Regions from separate parts of the Mus musculus genome. Here region 1 is linked to region 2. The links are chromatin contacts, called in public promoter capture Hi-C maps. All regions are on one chromosome and are shown on one strand. The core of a region is the stretch at or near the end of the contact, and the rest is flanking DNA. Distances in the headings are between cores, read along the strand shown. Region 1 holds the start of Gca (grancalcin). Region 2 has its middle 24 kb from the start of Tank.

What was found. Promoter capture Hi-C pulls out the DNA fragments that hold promoters and counts their contacts.
Region 1: a promoter capture Hi-C map of the C10 cell line shows a contact between it and region 2, with 4 times the contacts expected there. The contact joins the promoter of Gca here to the enhancer-like site in region 2. A contact is called at or near these places in 6 of 39 promoter capture datasets (the C10 cell line, hippocampal neurons, liver and 2 more), 1 of 484 Hi-C or Micro-C datasets (rod photoreceptor) and 2 of 9 other capture datasets (adipose tissue and embryonic stem cells).

The regions. Positions count from the first base shown.
Region 1 is chr2:62,661,507-62,665,746 of GRCm38.p6, reverse strand. It overlaps Gca (grancalcin), which reads right to left and starts at 1,420. Exons shown (of 8, transcript NM_145523.3): 1 at 1,288-1,420. The coding sequence starts at 1,314.
Region 2 is chr2:61,566,733-61,571,265 of GRCm38.p6, reverse strand. No RefSeq gene overlaps it. Among named protein-coding and RNA genes, the nearest start is that of Tank, 24 kb to the left of the region's middle. Within about 2 kb of position 1,910, at least 5 of the 459 cell types and tissues checked have an H3K27ac peak or open chromatin away from gene starts, as enhancers often do.

The sequences.
Region 1 (4,240 bases), core at 171-2,670, 1.1 Mb before region 2:
TCTCTGGGAGCTCAGATTAGCCTCAAGCTGAGAATGACCTTGAACTCTTGTAGTTCCTGCCCCCACCTCTCAAGGGCTGGGACTTCAGGCCAGGCTAACATGCCCAATTTATGTGGTTCTGAGGATCCAACCCAGGGGAAACACTCTACCAACTAAGCTACATCCTCAGCTATCTCTGATAAATAATCATTAAACAAATGAAAATTTATTGGAAATGCATCCCGTGAAATATATACTTTATTAGACAAAGGTGTATCTCCTAGCAAAAACTACTTTCTATTTTTTTTTAATATAACAACTAAATATAACAAGTATTAAAAGGTGGACTGATAACATTACCTTAAGGACGTTCTCAGTCCATTTAAATGACTAATGAGGAGTATATATTTGAAAGTGCACAATGCTAGCTGGAATTCAAGCAAGTAACTACAAGCAAACCAGTTTCAGTAAAGTGTGTATTGAAGCTGAAGGCCTAGAACTGAAAAATTACTTTTTAAGCTAATCACTTACTCCCAAGGGTAGGGATTATTTTTTGAAGCCCATAATCACATGTCAATGTCTACACCTATCTGTAACAAAACACTAATGTCTCTTTTTAGGGAACAACAAATAGCAACAGGCCTAGGAAATCTGCTCTCTTCTGCCAGCACTGCAGTGACCACTGCCCAGCCACACTACATAGCCGGCCTCACTGGGCAGAACATTGATGAGGGGAGTGAAAGTTTAGCTTCTTTCGAAAGAGGAAGGGTCTACCCACAGGTTGCAATAATGACTTGAAACTCTCAGAGGTACTGAGGATTAAGGTTACAGAAGAGGGAACAGCCGAACCCCTCCAAAAGCAAAGTCTAGAAAATCCGGTCGCGCTTGGTACTATAGAAAAAGAAAAGTTTAGGAGGCACTGAACGTACATCTCAATTTTTTTTTTCATAAGCAACTTAAAAGACAAGATATGGTGGTAAAAAGATAACTAGAAAAACTACTTAAGTTGGGGATAAATCACAAAAGGTAAATGGAACAAGACATGGTCTTTTGCTCCTCCACTCTATAAACAAAATCTAGAAAGCACAAACACTTCACACCACCGCCTGGACAAGGACGTTTCTTGAGGCTCTGGACCAGACTCCAGCTCGCGGTTCTCCCCTGGGCGCAGGGCCCCGCCCAGCCCTAGCTTCTAGCACCTTACGGTGTCCCGGCGTCGCCTGGTACCAGAGGTCACTGCCAGGGCCACAGGGTGAACTCCGCATGGTGATGCGGCCCGCGGGGTCGCCACAGCTCGCGAGGACTTACCGCCCCTCCGTATCCCGGGTAGGCCATGACCAGGCGATCGAAAGTAACGCGTCACCAGTAAGTCAGCGTCAGCGCGGCTTAGAGCGGGGAAAGCGCAAGTGCGTGCGACAGGTGCGGAAGGTCCGAGCGCAGTGCCGCGCACCTCCGCTCCGGTGAGCCGGCTCTGCCTGGAGTCCCGCCCCCGACCACAGGCCCACCCCTGCCAGAGCAAGCCCCGCCCATCTCACCTGTGATTGGCTGCAGCCTGTCTCCTGGATTCCAGTCCATCTCTCTTACTGGTTCTTTCGAGTTCTTACCAGAAGCCTCCTCCACAGTTATTTCCCCACCCTCCAAGGAGAGCTTCTCCAGGCCATCAACTCCTAGAGTTACTTTTCTCAGTAGAAACCCCAAACCCACCAGGTGATGACTTCTTGTAGCCTATCCGTATTTCCTTTGGACCAGATAATTGTAACTTTGTAGTTACTCACGGTTCTGTGTCGTGTGGATGCAGGATCAGAGTTTCAAAACCATGACCACCATAGCTATTGCCTGCCACACTTGATACCTAATGTGAGAAAGGCTATTTGTAGTTTTATAGATAAATGGTGGCCACAGTTGCCAAAAATAGCAAATAAAAATACAGGATATCTATTGAATTTGATTTTTGAAGAGATTTTTAAAATCTGTATGTCCCAAATACTGAACAAAAAATACATCTGCTTTTTAGAATATTGTTTACATTGCTTACATGGTGTCCTCCATAGTATTTAGTAACTTTACCAGTGATTCAACTTTTGAGAAAACTATTAATACATGATTATATCTGATTATAAACATCAAGAGAACATCTTGGTTTTTATCATTTTGCAAAAAGGAAGGACAAGCCTGCTTTTCTCTGAAATTCCTGAATTTTGTTTCTCCAAGTCTAGAATTCAGAAGAAGAGGGAAGCTTTGGAATTAACTTATAAACAAAAGGGATACCATTTTGATTTCTTTATGAAAAAGAAAAGAGCTAATATTAAAAACTAAGCCCATCAACAACTGTTAAGTATTGACAGAGGAAATCAGCCTTGCAGCCCTGAGTAATTTAACAATCGCTCTGCTGTACTACAGCCGGAAGAACGTGTTGAACCTTGTGAAACAATTTTATCAGAAGAGGCAGAAAGATGCAAGTTGCTAGTATCCACCCTACTATTGAGAAAGTGGCAGTTTCTGCAGCAGTAGCTATTTCTTTAGCTAATATTGGGATCTATTCAAAGAGAAGTAGAATAAAAACCTGCTTGATAAAATAAATGAGAGTGTGACTCAGTAGGTAGCAGGTGATTCTCTTAGCAGAAGAAATCCATGCAAAGCTGTATTCTAATTGACAAACTGCATATGCAAAGTGCTTAGGAAGTGTTGTCTGTAATTGCGACACTAATCCAAATTTAAGATTAGAATTTTTCTGTACTTTCTTTTTATCAAAACAGGTTCTCTGAAGCATTGCCTTTCTGTACCCTGGGAATCAGATCTCCATAGATTCATTTCATGTCTACATGTCCACTTTCGAAGATGGTATTTTCCCTCCAGAACAAACTTTGTACTCCTTTGCTAACAGCTCTTTTAAAGAAACTAAACTTACCTAAACACAGGCTTCCTTCAGTTTGATAGCAAACCCAGTGCTTACGTAATTGAGTGCTCTCAGGGACTCTCCCACTGGCCCAAGGGAGCTTTGCCCAGGCCTCTATTGTACTTTCAGTAATGAAGCCCTTTGTTTCTGACCCAAGAATCCATGCCTCTGCCAACTTGTATGAAAACTGGCAAGCTTGTTGTTAGCTTGCAAGTAGGACAAAATACCAAATACTGACAATGTATCTTCCTTGGAGAAAAGGAGGTAGAGGTAGATACCGAAAGGATTTTCAAATCCACAGCCTATGGCAGGCTTTCTAAATCCAAAATTTAAAGTACAAATTTTGCAGTATTATAAACTGTGTTTTGAAAAATTCACTTTAGCCCACAGATGTTTTTAAATAGTAATAACTTGTCTTTATGATTCAGTTAGCATTGAATAGGCAATAGTATCTTATGAAGACTATTTCATATTATTATGGAATACTCCATATTAATGTGGAATAACATGTATAATATTATGAAAACTATTCCATATTGTTTGGTAACTTTACTAAGTATACATATGCACTAAATATACATATGTGTGCATGTATGTGCCTTAAATCATAAGCTGTTCATTATTCAGCAACATGGCTTTCTGTGTTGACTGAACACCAGGTAACAGACACTGTAAGTTGTAAAGTGTTATTCTTCAATACAGGACTGCATCAGGCATGTGCTGTCATTTTTCTTACTAGAGTGAAAAGTAAGGTTGTTTGTTATTTCAAATAACCACAGCTGCACAGCTGGTATCAGAGATGAAGGCAGAATTCACACAGTTTGCTTGTATATGGTCTCAATTTTTCCTTCCCTCTCCACCTCCAACTATAAAATTTCAAAATATTATAAGAATTATTTACATTGCTAAAAATAAAATATTTAAAGAATATAAAGAATGACAGTAGGTAAATTAACTAGGCAAACAGAAGAGAAAGCATCTTGCTTTGACCAAGAAAAATCAGTCCCCAAATAATAATGTAACCATTTCTCTAATACAGGAGACATATTTTCTGGTGGCGATGAAGTTTATATGATTACAACAACCTGATTGAGCCTGTAATCCCAACCCCAGTGAGATAGAGATAGAATGATTCCCAGGGCTGCTTGGTGGGCTAGCCAAGTATAGTAAGCAAGCTCCAGGCCAGTGTTAAACTCTGCTTCAAAATAAAAGGAGACACAGACTGAGAAAGAACACCTAGGTTGTCCTCTGGCTTCTACATGCACAACTACACCCCTACCAATCTCTCTCCCTCTCCCTCCCCCCCCCCTCTCTCACACATACACACACACACACACACACACACACACACACACACACACACAC
Region 2 (4,533 bases), core at 661-3,160:
AATAAAACAAGTCAGACTCAAGTGTGAGAGCTGACCATGGAAAACGGTTTAGTTTGATGCCCTGACGCTGCTGGGAGGACTAACTAGCTGAAGCTTGCAGAGTGACTTCAGGGTACTTTAATTTATCAGTTAGGTCTCTTTTAAATTTGATTGTATTTAGTAAGGTACCTGATCTGAGATAATCACAAGTTACTGTTACCAGGGGAAAGACTCAAGTAGAGCTAAATGGACAGAGTAATTATGTATGGGGTATGCTACTTCTCTGGCTGAACCTGGCTGTATTCATTTACCTCAAAGAGGAAACAAACATGAAGAGATGAATTGATTTTCTCAATATCAAGCTGACTGATGGTACTGACAGATTTGTAGGGCATTAAAGATCTGAGCTCCAAAGTGTTTGACCATTTGTGACTCTGTAATCTAAAGACGCTAGGAACCTCATATACACATGAACACACACACACACACACACACACAACCCCCCCCCCCACTCACACACCCAACACCACACCACACACTCCACATACAAATAGTAATAGTATTACTAAAAATAGTAAATATTTAAAGGAAGATGGTGCTGTCATTTGGAGACAGGAAGATCCCTTAGCCTTGCTGCCCAGTCAGCAAAATGATGGCTCCAGAAGATATTAGGGTACAATAATACTGACATCCTGTAGCTGATTAAAGCTCTCAGACTTGAAGCTTTAGTTTGCTTCAGACTTTTGTTTTTCTTTGGGTTGAAGATTTAATATGATGGTCTTTCTAAACTTTATAGCTCATTTTTGTTTCCTTTATTATAGTCAAGTCTCTTCAAATAGATAACTGGCAGAGAGTCAAATTATGTCTGATATATCTATATATATGCATATATATATGTATACACACACACACACACGCACACACACGGGTTTAGGTAATCATTTAAAAGTTTGTTCTTCTAGCATAAAGGTCTCCTTCATCCCTTGACATTAGTCAGTGTCCAACTAGGAGACAGAAACCATATGGTAATTTGAGAAGGACATTTTAGTATGGCAAATTATTCGATGTGGTATTCTACTAAGAGTTAGCAAAAATAATTTATGAGAATACCCCAGGTCTCTAAAAGAGCATCCAAATAAGGAACAAATGAGGGGAGAGACCTGCAGGAAGTGCTCTTGGTCCTTCATACCAAAAATGGTCTACATGTCGTTGGGTCAGCAGTGATTGCTTCCCAAGTGGAGAGGGACTGAGCCAGGTAAGTCAACTTTAGGGGTACCTGTGGGGTTCATTGGGAAGCAGTCAGCAGGTATAGTATTGAAGTTTCCCTAGAAGCCTCCCATACATAGACACTACAGCTTGGGGCAAATGTCCAGGCACCAGCCACAAGATAGGAAAAGGAAGCAAATGGAAAAGAGAAGAAAGAAAGAAAAGCTGTGTTTCATTTCTATGCCTCTGTAGCTGCCCATACTGCAAAGGAGAAGCATTTCAATGTTTCAGCCCCACCCCAAGCCCTTTGAAAAGCAAACAGCAGAGGATGGTCTTTGAGCAAAAGGACAGTACATGTGTATCTGGCACCCTTGAGTTTTTCTCTTTATCCTGGTATGCCAGCATTCAACAACAGCACTTATTTAGGTGAATTAGCTATATTAGTTAAAGTTGGAGAAACAAACATTAACTGTAATTTTTTTTTCAGGTACAGTTCCAAAAGTCTGATACTCCCCCAAATCATATGATATTTGAAATAGGTTGCCTCTCATCGTAATGTAAGAAAAATCTTGCTAGTATTGCTTTATGCTTCAGTCATCTATTCATAATCTAGCCATGCATACAAATGGAAGAAGATCGTTTGGTGCACGGACATGTTTTCTTAAGGAGTTACTTCAGCCCAAGTGGTTGGACCAGTTTGGTGTGTAGGCCCTGAGACTTTTGTAATTCTCTCAGGGTGGTTCCCACAGGCTGGGAAACGGAACTGCGAAATGAAAATGCTTTTGTAGGCTAAGGTGGACAGAGAAGACCTACAAAAGGTATATTTAAAGTCACTATGGTTCCTCTCCAGTGAAAGTCCAACACAAGGGGTTTTGCTTAATTCAAAAACCCCTGCGTCTGGTCTTTTGTGATCATCATTTTTATAATGACCTAAATCTGATCTCGTGTTGCTGATTTTGGCAGGTTTCCCACACTTTAATAACCCGTGTTCTCGAACTATTTCTATTTTACTGTGGAATTCAGTGGTCTGTTCTCAAGCCTGAGTGGACAGTCTGGGCCCTATTCTTGCTTCTCCCTTGTGTGAATTCTGTTCTTACTGCCTTGCCTTTACTTGCCCATGGGCTTTGTTCCACTGTGTCCACTCAACAGGAAGCACTCTGTCTCCGTTGTCACAGCGAGCCTACTAGTCACCAATCTGCAAGTCAAGTTTTTGAATTGAAAAGCCTTTTTAAAAACAGTCATTGATGCTGATTTTAAACCATAGTTAAAACATAGTTTTGCCTTCTCTATCAAGTTATTTCCTTCTGTGTTTAGATTTTATATTTATTTGTGTGTTTGTGCATTCGCGTGCGCATGTGTGTGCATGGCCATGTCCAGAAAAGGCATTGTGAACCATCAACTTGACATGGATGCTGGGAATCAAACTCCAGTCTTGCAGAAAAGCACCAAATGGTCTTAACAACTAAGTGCCTCCCCCTCCCGCCCTCCCCCCATCTCCTTTCTCTCCCCCAGATCCATTCCCCATCTGTTTCCCTTCAAAAACAAAGAGCAGGCCTCCCAGGGATATCAACTAACACGGCATAACAAATTATAATAAGCCGGGCGTGGTGGCGTACACCTTTAATCCCAGCACTTGGGAGGCAGAGGCAGGTAGATTTCTGAGTTTGAGGCCAGCCTGGTCTACAGAGTGAGTTCCAGGACAGCCAGGACTACACAGAGAAACCCTGTCTCGAAAAAAACAAAACAAAACAAAACAAAATATAATAAGACTAGGTACAAGTCTCACGTCAAGGCTGGACAAGGCAACCCAGTATCAGCGAAGAGTTCCAAGCACAAGCAAAAGAGTCAGAAATAACCCCAACGGTTGGAGTCCCACAAGAACACAACTGTAATGTGTACTCAGAGGGGGGCCCATGATTCAGTCTCTGGAGGGCCCTATGAGCCCTGCTCAGCTCTGCCCAGTGGAAGCAGCACTAACTCTTAAAAGATGGCAGAAATAAATCCTGACAGAGATTCAGGCTCTTGTTTCTACTCTTGGTCCTCACACTGTGTTGGCTGCTCATCTATGCAGCCTGCGTTGGATAAAACTGTCTGTGGCAACTTGACAGAGATGAGAGGTTTACGTTCCAGAAAGTCTGGAAAAAAAAATGTGAGTTTTTTGTTATTGTTACTGTTTTGTTTTTTGTCCAGCGTCAGACATTTCTTCAGCTGACGGGAAAGAAGCTTGTCATCCCTTAGATGTACTAGAGCCTATGAATGCGGACCCTGGGGTAGCAGAAGGAAGAGGGAATGGGCAAACAGACATGGAGGTGGACTTCTGGGATGGCGTGCTGCTTACTGCCCAGAGAACTAATGGGATGACATTCACAGTATGCTTGAGATTGGTACTGATTTTCAGTCTCTGCTTGGATCTTGAATGATGTGTACTGAGTCTCCCCACCACACTCCACCCTGCCAAAGCCCAGGTATTAAAAAGACGCTTTGTTCCCAGGATGGTGCAAATAGAAAATGGGGGAAATCCTGGGAGGTGTGGCCAGTGGGAGGTACTTGGGTCAGTGCCAGTGTGGGCGTGTCCTAAAAGAGCTTGTTAAGACCTTTATTGTATGATTGAAAGAAAGGTCTCTTTCTCTTCTCTCTCTCTTCTTTTTTTTTTTTTTTTTTTCCTGGACATGAGGGGTCAGTTTAGCTTTGTCACATGATCCAGATAGATATGTCACCCTGGGTATCAGTATTTAAAGTACTGCCCCCAGTTGGTTGTTTTTTTGCAGTCAACATTGCAAACTCTGTGACATTCTATGTCTTGAAAGACCTAAAAGGTGATCCAGTGAAGTGGCAGAACCAGTTCCACAGGGTTGTCCTCTGATCTGTACACGTTCTCTCTAGCATGATGAGCATTACCCACACCACCACAACAACAATAAGTAAAACAAAATAAAAAAACCTTAAAAGTCCTAAAAAAAAAAAGCATTTACATCCCACAAAAGCTGCTGTATTATAGCACAAATAAATGCTGTGTAAATGAATATGAAAATTACACAAAATATTTATTTGGAAATATTTTATGTATATTAGAGTATTTACAGATAATCTATTTATGCTGGAAATTAGGATAAGGGAGAAGCATAAATTCAAAACTCAATCTACCTATTTTTAGACCACAAATAAAATATTGTGTTGTCATCGTGTTTAAATTTTCTGTAGCAAACAGGCCCAGAAACTATAAATTGGGAGTAAGGCTCAGGAGGCCTGGATGTACGTTGTGACCTCCTGCTAGTGATTAACTGCTGTTGGAGCTGACGGCTGTGTGGGTGAAGGTGAAGTGGGTGTTAATGAGATTGCCTTGAAGTA